Linked DNA regions of Mus musculus: all the other regions are linked to region 2. Evidence: chromatin contacts called from public promoter capture Hi-C data. All regions are on one chromosome and are shown on one strand. Each heading gives the region's core, a stretch centred on a gene start, on an enhancer-like site or on the middle of the called end of the contact. The rest is flanking DNA. Distances are from core to core; before and after follow the strand shown. Region 1 holds the start of Etohd2 (ethanol decreased 2). Region 2 holds the start of 2210016F16Rik (RIKEN cDNA 2210016F16 gene). Region 3 holds the start of A230056J06Rik (RIKEN cDNA A230056J06 gene).

Region 1 (2,770 bases), core at 166-2,665, 1.4 Mb before region 2:
CCTCTGCCCCTAGAACGGAGAAGAAATACGCAGCCAGGCCAATCTTTATACCTGGTAGTTATTTTCTACTTGGATGTTTTGTCGGTTGTTGAGGGAGAGGAGTGTACTTACCCCTAAAATTAAACAGAATTGTCATGTTTTCTTCTAGCCTTAAAAAGGTTTCCTACATTTTGATTCTTAAAAAAAATTCTGCCCAGCAGCCTGGTGTTTTTGATGGCTTATACTGATACCATTAGACAAGTGAGGCACGCTTCTCAGCGGATAAGATAGCAGGCTCGCAGCCATGGCCAAGTCAAAGCTTCCTCTGCAAGCGATCGCAGGGCCAGGGCCGATGCCCTGTTCTGTTCTAAAACAGCGGAAACTCAGAATCCAGTTTTTACAGCAGGAGTTCTGAACACCCGATCTTCACCTTCTAACAGTCTCTTGCTCACTGTGAACTGCTTTGGCAAGCTTCCTGGTAAAAGATGTAAAAGATGTGTTTTCAGTGTACAGAGAAACCCTGTCTCGAAAAACCAAAAAAAAAAAAAAAAATCAGTCTGTTTTTCTTTTGCTTCAAAGGTGGCTTCTATCTTAAGGAGAGGATATCTTCCCAAGTGGAACAAAATCCTTGCAAGAGAGAGATCAATGACCGAGTGGGGTTCACAGTTTTCAGACACTAAAAATAGAGTTGAAAACATGGTGTGCCCACTCTTTGTAAAGCTATGAAGAAAGGGTCAGAACATTTTCTTAGCTCCTGGGCAGGTCTAGGCAGAATGTACAATGTCTGTCTTACTCTGTCAGTGTTCCAGCATGGCAAAGTCCCCATTTCGGACGGGGAAACTGCCCCTTCTAGTCAGACCAGTGAGATCGCACTGGAAAAGAAAACACTTGTTCTTTCCGTCTAGACCTGAGGCCGAATCCATTTCCCTCCCTCGGCCTTCCTGGAACCATAAGGGGGCGATCAGGGGTAGCAAACCCCTCAGTACTCCCCACGCCCACCCAGTTCCCGCACGGGGCCAGCTGCTGCTCCGAGATAAAGGAGCTCCCGTTCTTACGTCATCACGGGCCGCGAAGGAAGCCGAGGCGTGGTGACAGGCGCACAGCTAATCAAATGGGACCGGCTAGCAGGAAAGGCTAGCCAAATGTGCACGGGGCCCGGGATCGGGACTCAAGAACCGATGCTAACGTAGCGCCCAGGGCGCTCGCTCTCAGAGGCTCGGATAGAGCCACCATGCCCGTGCTTCCATGCGAGGCTGGTAGCTACGTACGTGCTCAGTTTTCTTGACACAAACTGCTACACAAGAGTGACATTTCAATAACTGGAAACCTGTCGTATGGTGTCTACCCGCTTGCTTTACTATCGAAGCAGCTCCAGAGTCACAGAGCCGTGTCCCCACTTCCGGGGGGTCTGTCGTTAGTGTACGCCATACGGAAGGAGCCATCCCACTTCCGCTAGCGCAGTGACCGCGAAGCCCGCAAGGTCACAGGTCACCTCCCTTGCCTCGTCAGTGATGACGGCCAATCGGCCCGGCCCGTCACTCACCCGGACTGTCCAATGGTGGAGCGGGACGGGCGACGGGAGGCGGGGCCTGTGGCGCCTGCGCAGGAGCTTGTGGCGTCAAAGTGCCCGCCGTGTCCATGGAGAGAAGTTGAGTCCCCACGCTCCAGCCGGAGGCTGCGGGTGCCGCGACGTGGACATGTCGGCGTCGTTGGTCCGCGCCACCGTGCGGGCTGTGAGCAAGAGAAAACTGCAGCCCACGCGGGCGGCCCTCACACTGGTGAGTCACCTCGGCGTCCGCAGGGAGGTGGTGGCGGCGGCGGCCCGGGGTGCAGAGCGAGCCTGGACGCGGACTAGGGTCTCCCGGCGGGCCGCGCGCGGAGCTCGATGGGGCGGACGGGCTGTGTGCGCTGCCACCGGGCGGCCGGGGCGGAGGACGGCAGTTTGCCGCCGAGGTCACGGCGTTCCCGGAGAAAGGTCACACAGGGAACGCCGCGGCTCCGCATAACCTCCCAGGAGGCGTCAGCCCCAGAGGATCGGGACAGCGTGAGACCGGGATTCATTCGGTCCAGACGCCACCGCGGAATCCGCTCCACCCAGAGTCCTAAGAGGGGCTCTTGCCAATAGTTAGTTGAAGCAAAATAGAAGGGAGTCGTGAACAAGTGAGATAATCTGTTTATAGGATAGGTCATTGTTTGGCCCTTCAGTTTGCCCCAGTAATCACACTGCATTCTGTGTTGCTTTTCCCTCCGGGACCAGCTAGTTTTCGTCACCGCAGGTATGTCATGGATTCTAGGATTGTGCAAACTATGCTCATCTTACTGAGAATAGAGTAGAATCCTCCTACAAGTAATAAATTCCAGAAAAGTCGAGCACAGGATAGGTGGTGGTTGTTATTGTCGTTGTTTGCTTGCTTAGTTTTGTTTTGTTTTTTTTTTTAATCACCATTTGGCCTATTGCATGTTACTTGGGAAATTTCGACCCGCCCCTTCTCACACCCCCCCTCTGCCCCCGTTTCTACCTCATAAGCATACATTATCATGATCCGCTGTTTTTCATGAGAAGAAATAATTGAGTTGCCTGGCTCGCACCCTCCGTAGGCCATTCCTTCCAGGAGTAACATCTCATTTGCACAGTCCTGGCCTGTGTCGTGCTTTGTAATCTTCTGTTTCGTTATGTATAGTAGATCTCAATTCACACCCTCTGCCGCGCTGCCTAGCTCAGCTGTAGAGTCTGTGGTGTTAGGCTTGGTCCTAGAATCACCTTTCCCTGATTTTCATAGGCACAGCTGTT
Region 2 (2,700 bases), core at 31-2,530:
CTCTGCAGGCAGCAGGCACACACATGGAACACATACATGCATGCAGGCAAAACATTCATACACAAAATAAAAATACTTTTTTCTAAAAAGACCTTTATGGAATCTACTAGGAAACTCTTTAATTAAAGCAAAATTGCAGGATAGAAAAATCAGTATTTAAAAGAAAAAACAAAGCCGCGTATGGTGGCCTATGCCTTCAATCCTAGCACTGAGAAGATAGAGGCAGGTAGATCTATATGAGTTTGAGTCTAGCTGGTCCACATAGTAAATTCCAGGTGATCCAAGGCCACAGAGGCCTTGCCTCAGAACAACAATGAGAAACGCCCAGATAATAAAAACATACTTTCATACTGATTCTGCATCTCCAGGCATCTTTTCAACATTGACCAATGTATCTTAAGTATGTTAAGTTTTAGGGGTTGGGTTGATACTTTATAATTCCTACTTTGTTCCAGGTAACCCTATAGAGATGACTAGTCACACAGTTTATAATCAATTGAAAGTCTATTCCAGCTGGCTGGGACCACACCCAGGTAGGTATTCAGAGACCTAGGAGGTGTGGTTCCAACTGTCCAGATCAACAGTTTTTTAAAGGCAAGAAATCACACCCGGGTACTTTGCTTTGCAGCTGTACGAGGGCTTCCCAGAAAGCAAGATCTTTTAGCTAAGATAAGTTAGCTGACCTTTGGGCTCCTTGAATACAGTTGGGTAATTACCCACGGGACTCTTCATCAAGATCAGATTCTAGTTAAACCTGGAACCGCCTCAGCAAGAGTACAAGATGGAGGGACTTTTGCACTGTCTTGCTGTGACACACCTTGACCGTCAGAACGACTGGCGTTTGTGTCTGGTTCAGACAGTTCCCTTGATTTAGTCTGACAGACAAACACAGGCATACATTTCAATCTAGGCCATTGCTTGGTGGTGGGGAACCTCCTCCTGGAATCATTTCCCTTTCCTTGCAAACCTGGGATCACCATCACTCCTGTTGGATGCAAGGGCGTCAGATGCAAGGTTTAACTGTACTGTTCCCTCATGCAGTCAATGTTCCAGTGACTCCTAAACCTTCATTCGGCCTCTGAAGTGTGGGGTGTGCTGAGCGGCCCTCCGAGGCACCTAGCCTCGGGGTGGCGCCGGGCAGCAACCAGAGTCCCCACGCCCCGCGCGATCCCAAGCCTTCCTCAAAGACGGGAGTGCGACGGGGACGCGACAAGAAACACGACGGCCGAACACAAGGAGTCCCAGAGGCCGGCCGGAAGCTTCCCGCAGGGCAACTTCCGGACCTCAGACCCGGAAGTGGGCGCAAGTGCTTGGCCCTGGCGGAGGCCGAGGCTCCGGGTTCGAAACAGCATGGGGCCACCGCTTTCGCCGCGCGAGTCGGCGAGGTTCGTGGCCGAGAACAGTCGCGACGTGCTCGTGGACCACGAGGGCGTGCGCAGGGCGGCCGAGCTGCTGCTGCCCGCGGCCGCGGCGTGGCGCGTGGAGCAGTGGAAGTCCCTGCACGAGCTCAACCCGCGCGGGGCGGACGAGGCTGCGCTCGGCTGGGTGTTCCTGGTGGACTCGCTCAACTTCTCCTTCTGGGCCGAGCGGGAGGACAGCAAGTGTGCGGTGCGCTACGGCGGGACGCCCTACACTGGCTACTGGGCCCTGTGCGCCGCCGTCAACCGCGCGCTCGACCAAGGTGGGTGCCAGCCTTAAACCTGGGTGGGTGCTGCGAGGCGCGGGAGGTGACCTCTGCCCAAAGCAGAAGTCCGGACATACAGAAGCAATGTATGCCAATCAGCACAGGAGGCAAAGCCGGTTTTCTTAAAAAAAAAAAAAAAAAAAAAAAAATCATTAAAAAAAAAAAAAAGATTTATTTGCCGGGCGGTGGTGGCGCACGCCTTTAATCCCAGCACTCTGGAAGCAGAGGCAGGCAGAGTAGTCCTGTTCAGTGTAGAATTCAGACTACACTAGCCTCGAACCCACAGGGATCCCATCCAGCTGATTAGGCCAGCGCCACAACACTCTGCCTTCTTTAACATGAATTTGATTTCATATTTTTTGCTAATTGCAAAAAATTAAATAAAAAATCTGTGGATTGTTCTCTTTAAAGGGATACCGATAACCAGCGCCTCCTACTACGCCACAGTGAGCCTCGAGCAGGTGCGGGATATATTTCGTTCAGACACAGCTGTGCCCATGCCTTTAATGGAAGAGAGACATCGGATTCTCAATGAAACTGGGAAAATCCTACTGGAGAAGTTTGGAGGCTCTTTTCTTAACTGTGTCCAAAAAAGTGGCAGAAGTGCGCAGAAGTTAATGCAGCTGATTGTTGAGAACTTCCCTTCTTACAGGGACGAGGCAGAGTTTGAGGTGAGTTTGTTGCTGAGGGAGGGGTTTAGCAGGTATGATCATTCTGAGTTAATGCTTTTCCTTCCAAAGCCAGGTTTAAGGCCAGCAACTTAAAATTTGAAGTTTGTTCACTGTGGACAAGAAGCAATAACAAAATGTGCTTAAAATCTATCCCTTTTTATTTTTTCTAATCGGAGATTTCCTTTATTTTTGCCTTTTATTCTGTTAAATGTTTCAGCCATCCATATAAGGCTTGTCACTCAAAGATGGGGAAGCACAAAAAGTTGATAAAGTTGGATGAAAATCAGAATGTAAAATGTATACTAGTTTTCTCTAGGAAAAAAGTATTTCTTGAAAAGCTTGGGC
Region 3 (2,731 bases), core at 193-2,692, 1.2 Mb before region 2:
AAATCGCCAACATCCGTATTTAAAGTTTTACCCGATATACATTTGCTTTAGACCAAAAGTAAAAAAGCAAAGAGCAGAGTAATGTATGGTTATCAACACTGAGCCTGACATCATACTCCAGGCTTGTAATCTCAATATCCAAGAGGAGCAGGAAACTCAAGGTCATCTCCACAACAAGAACATTGTCAGCCTGGGCTACAGGACACGTTCTCAAAAACAAAACGACAAATCTGAGTAAAAAAAAAAAAAAAAAAAAAATCACAAGGTTGTCTTTCTTTTTTTTCTTATTCTTTCTTTCTTTCTTTTTTTAAGTCAAAGTTGAGAAAACCTCATGTATCCTGCCCCAGGCTTTGAACCAAAAAGCCCCCAAATTCAAAACTCACCTCGACAAGCATCTTCAAAATCCTGGGTTATGTCCACCCAGCTTGTGCTACTTTTTTCCATTTTTTCCGGGACCCCGAGCTCCCATCCCGAAGCATCGTCGTCTACAGTAGCTTTCATAACCATGATGCCTGCAAAGGGAACATTGGTGTGAGGCTGGGAATATAGCTTTGGCAGGCACAGGAGCTGCAAAACTGCCCCAAGTGTTGGGTGAAAGACTTCCAAAACTCTGCAGGCAGAACGCCTTTGAATTCTGCAAAAACAAACAAACAAAACCCAACCACCTAGCTTTGAGCAACCTGACCTCACATAAACCGGGCTGCTGCTCCCGCACTGATTCGCACTTGCCAGGACTCACAACTTCTTCCAATCCCTCCAGAGATCTTCAAGCATCCCAGCCCAAGACTACAAGTCCGGAGACGCCGGCTGTCAAGCCCGGCCTCCGGGAATCAGAGCCACCCTCAAAGCTCGGCAGCGACCGAGCATCCTTCACCTGGCGGGCTTCGCAAGACCAGGGCCTTGCCTCGCCCTGCAGGCGCCTCCGCAGAGACCCTGGCCCACCGCGGGCCGAGCGCCACTGAGACCGAGATCGAGGCGGAGACCGGTCCACGCGGGGAACCGGCAGCAGGCGGCCCTCGTCGCCCGGGCGACACGGGCACAGCCCGGCCTCCCGGCGCGCGCCCTCGGCTCCGACCCGAGGCGCGGCGAGGAACCGGCCGCCGGTGCCCACTCCCTGAGATCCGCCACGGCGGACTTCGGGGTCGTACCGGCCCCACTTGGGCCACCCCGGATACTTTCCCACGACCACCCGCGTCAAAACGCACCGTCCGCGCCACGGAGATAACGACACCGACAATACCGTCGCCGCCGCCGCCCCCTCCCCTCGCAGCCCCGCCCCGCCGGCCGCGTGCACGCATGCGTACGCCCTGGGCGCGCGCTCCCGGCTCCCGACTTTCGGGACTCCGCGCACCGACCACGCCCCCTCCCTCACCTAGGCCGCCGCATCCGGGTAGGCGCGCATCCTCTCTTCTCGCGGGATTATAGCACATCGCGAGACCGGAAACCATGCACCATTTTCCTCCCCTCCGGCCGAGACCCGGCCGTGGGCGGAACCCAGAGAGAGGCGGAGCCTGGAGTGCTTCCTGGGAAACTCTTTAAGGTGACTCAAGGGTGAAGGGGAGGGGTAGGGCTTCCGGGGAGGGGCCAGCTGCCGGCCGTATTGCTGTTTTGTGGTTGTGCAAACTGACCTTATTTATTATGTCTTGCATTCAGCGCGCAAGCACTTTGTAAAGGAAAGAAAAATAAGACATTTACATCGAGCTTGCTAGCACGTTTCTTCCAAACTCAGATGTTTTAGTTTTATCTTAATAATCCTGACATAAAGTAGATTGGGTGTGGATGTGGGTGGTGTTTGGAAAGGAACCCAGGTCCTTTAATTAATGAAAAAATAAAAATATTTAAAAAGGACACGACTGCTTCTAAGTATGGTGGAGGAGAAGGTTGAGTGTAGGTATGAAGGAGAGCATAGCCAGAGTCAGACATCCAGAAGGGTCCAGAGGGAATGTGACCCTGAGCCGGCTCACGGGAGGAGAGCAGAGAGGAGAGCGGGGAGACCAAGGGGCCAGGGGAAGGGGTAAGAGAAGAACCAGGTAACCAAAATGTCTGCGAAGGCAGCTGGGGGGCAGTGCAGCCCAGCCCCTGTGCTGGAGTAAGGGGGCCGGGTATGCCAGCCATAGCTTCTACCAGGTAGAGACTGGGATTCTAGGAGAACGTTCCGTTCCGCCTATACATGTTAAATAGGTATCTCCGTTAGCATTTGTCCCAGGGTTGAGAGCTAACACTCAGTAAGAGTACACAAGCAATCTGTCATTGGGCTGTATCCTCGGACTTCATGTTGATTGTTTAAATTTTTTAAAAATTGTTTCCCCCATGGAGTGTATTTCCTGAGGACAAGAACTTTGTTTTCGTTTAAATTGCCCTAAAAACGTAAGGCATGTAGTTAGTTCTCCTTAGAAGAGGAGAATGAGTAAAGAAATCGCACAAACTGGTTTAATGACCTTTTGAGACTCCAGAAGAAACCTAGAAAAATGTGAACAGGGTTCATCTGATTTGTTCAATATTGTGTATAAGGGCGTGACAAACACTAATTTGATAAAGATTCATGGAGGGGGCGGCTGTAGAGATGGATCATAGGTTAAGAGTGCTTCCTGTTCTTCCACAGAACTTAAGTTCCATTCCCAGGACCCACTGGAGGTAGCACAGCTACCTGTAAGTGTGGTCCAGAAGTGCACTGGCATACGGGTGCTGTACACTCAAGTAGACACATAAATAGATCTTTTTAAAAAATAAG

Evidence for each region. Promoter capture Hi-C pulls out the DNA fragments that hold promoters and counts their contacts. Capture Hi-C pulls out chosen DNA fragments and counts their contacts.
Region 1: a contact with region 2 is called in a promoter capture Hi-C map of pre-B cells, with 3 times the contacts expected there. The contact joins the promoter of Etohd2 here to the promoter of 2210016F16Rik in region 2. A contact is called at or near these places in 10 of 39 promoter capture datasets (the 3T3-L1 cell line, 3T3-L1-derived adipocytes, the HPC-7 cell line and 6 more), 13 of 484 Hi-C or Micro-C datasets (B cells, CD4 T cells, CD8 T cells and 7 more), 5 of 115 datasets of contacts at active chromatin or transcription factors (astrocytes, double positive thymocytes, memory CD8 T cells and 2 more) and 2 of 9 other capture datasets (adipose tissue and liver).
Region 3: a promoter capture Hi-C map of liver shows a contact between it and region 2, with 4 times the contacts expected there. The contact joins the promoter of A230056J06Rik here to the promoter of 2210016F16Rik in region 2. A contact is called at or near these places in 1 of 39 promoter capture datasets (liver), 2 of 115 datasets of contacts at active chromatin or transcription factors (astrocytes and fibro-adipogenic progenitors) and 3 of 9 other capture datasets (adipose tissue, liver and pancreatic islet).

Annotation. Positions count from the first base shown.
Region 1 is chr13:59,768,611-59,771,380 of GRCm38.p6, reverse strand. It overlaps Etohd2 (ethanol decreased 2), which reads right to left and starts at 1,415. Exons shown (of 2, transcript NR_015349.3): 1 at 1,035-1,415; 2 at 1-454. It overlaps Isca1 (iron-sulfur cluster assembly 1), which reads left to right and starts at 1,592. Exons shown (of 4, transcript NM_026921.4): 1 at 1,592-1,757. The coding sequence starts at 1,677.
Region 2 is chr13:58,383,805-58,386,504 of GRCm38.p6, reverse strand. 2210016F16Rik (RIKEN cDNA 2210016F16 gene) reads left to right here and starts at 1,280. Exons shown (of 4, transcript NM_027335.1): 1 at 1,280-1,681; 2 at 2,096-2,355. The coding sequence starts at 1,351.
Region 3 is chr13:59,583,934-59,586,664 of GRCm38.p6, reverse strand. It overlaps A230056J06Rik (RIKEN cDNA A230056J06 gene), which reads left to right and starts at 1,442. Exons shown (of 2, transcript NR_045633.1): 1 at 1,442-1,540. It overlaps Naa35 (N(alpha)-acetyltransferase 35, NatC auxiliary subunit), which reads right to left and starts at 1,332. Exons shown (of 23, transcript NM_030153.2): 1 at 1,206-1,332; 2 at 384-512. The coding sequence starts at 507.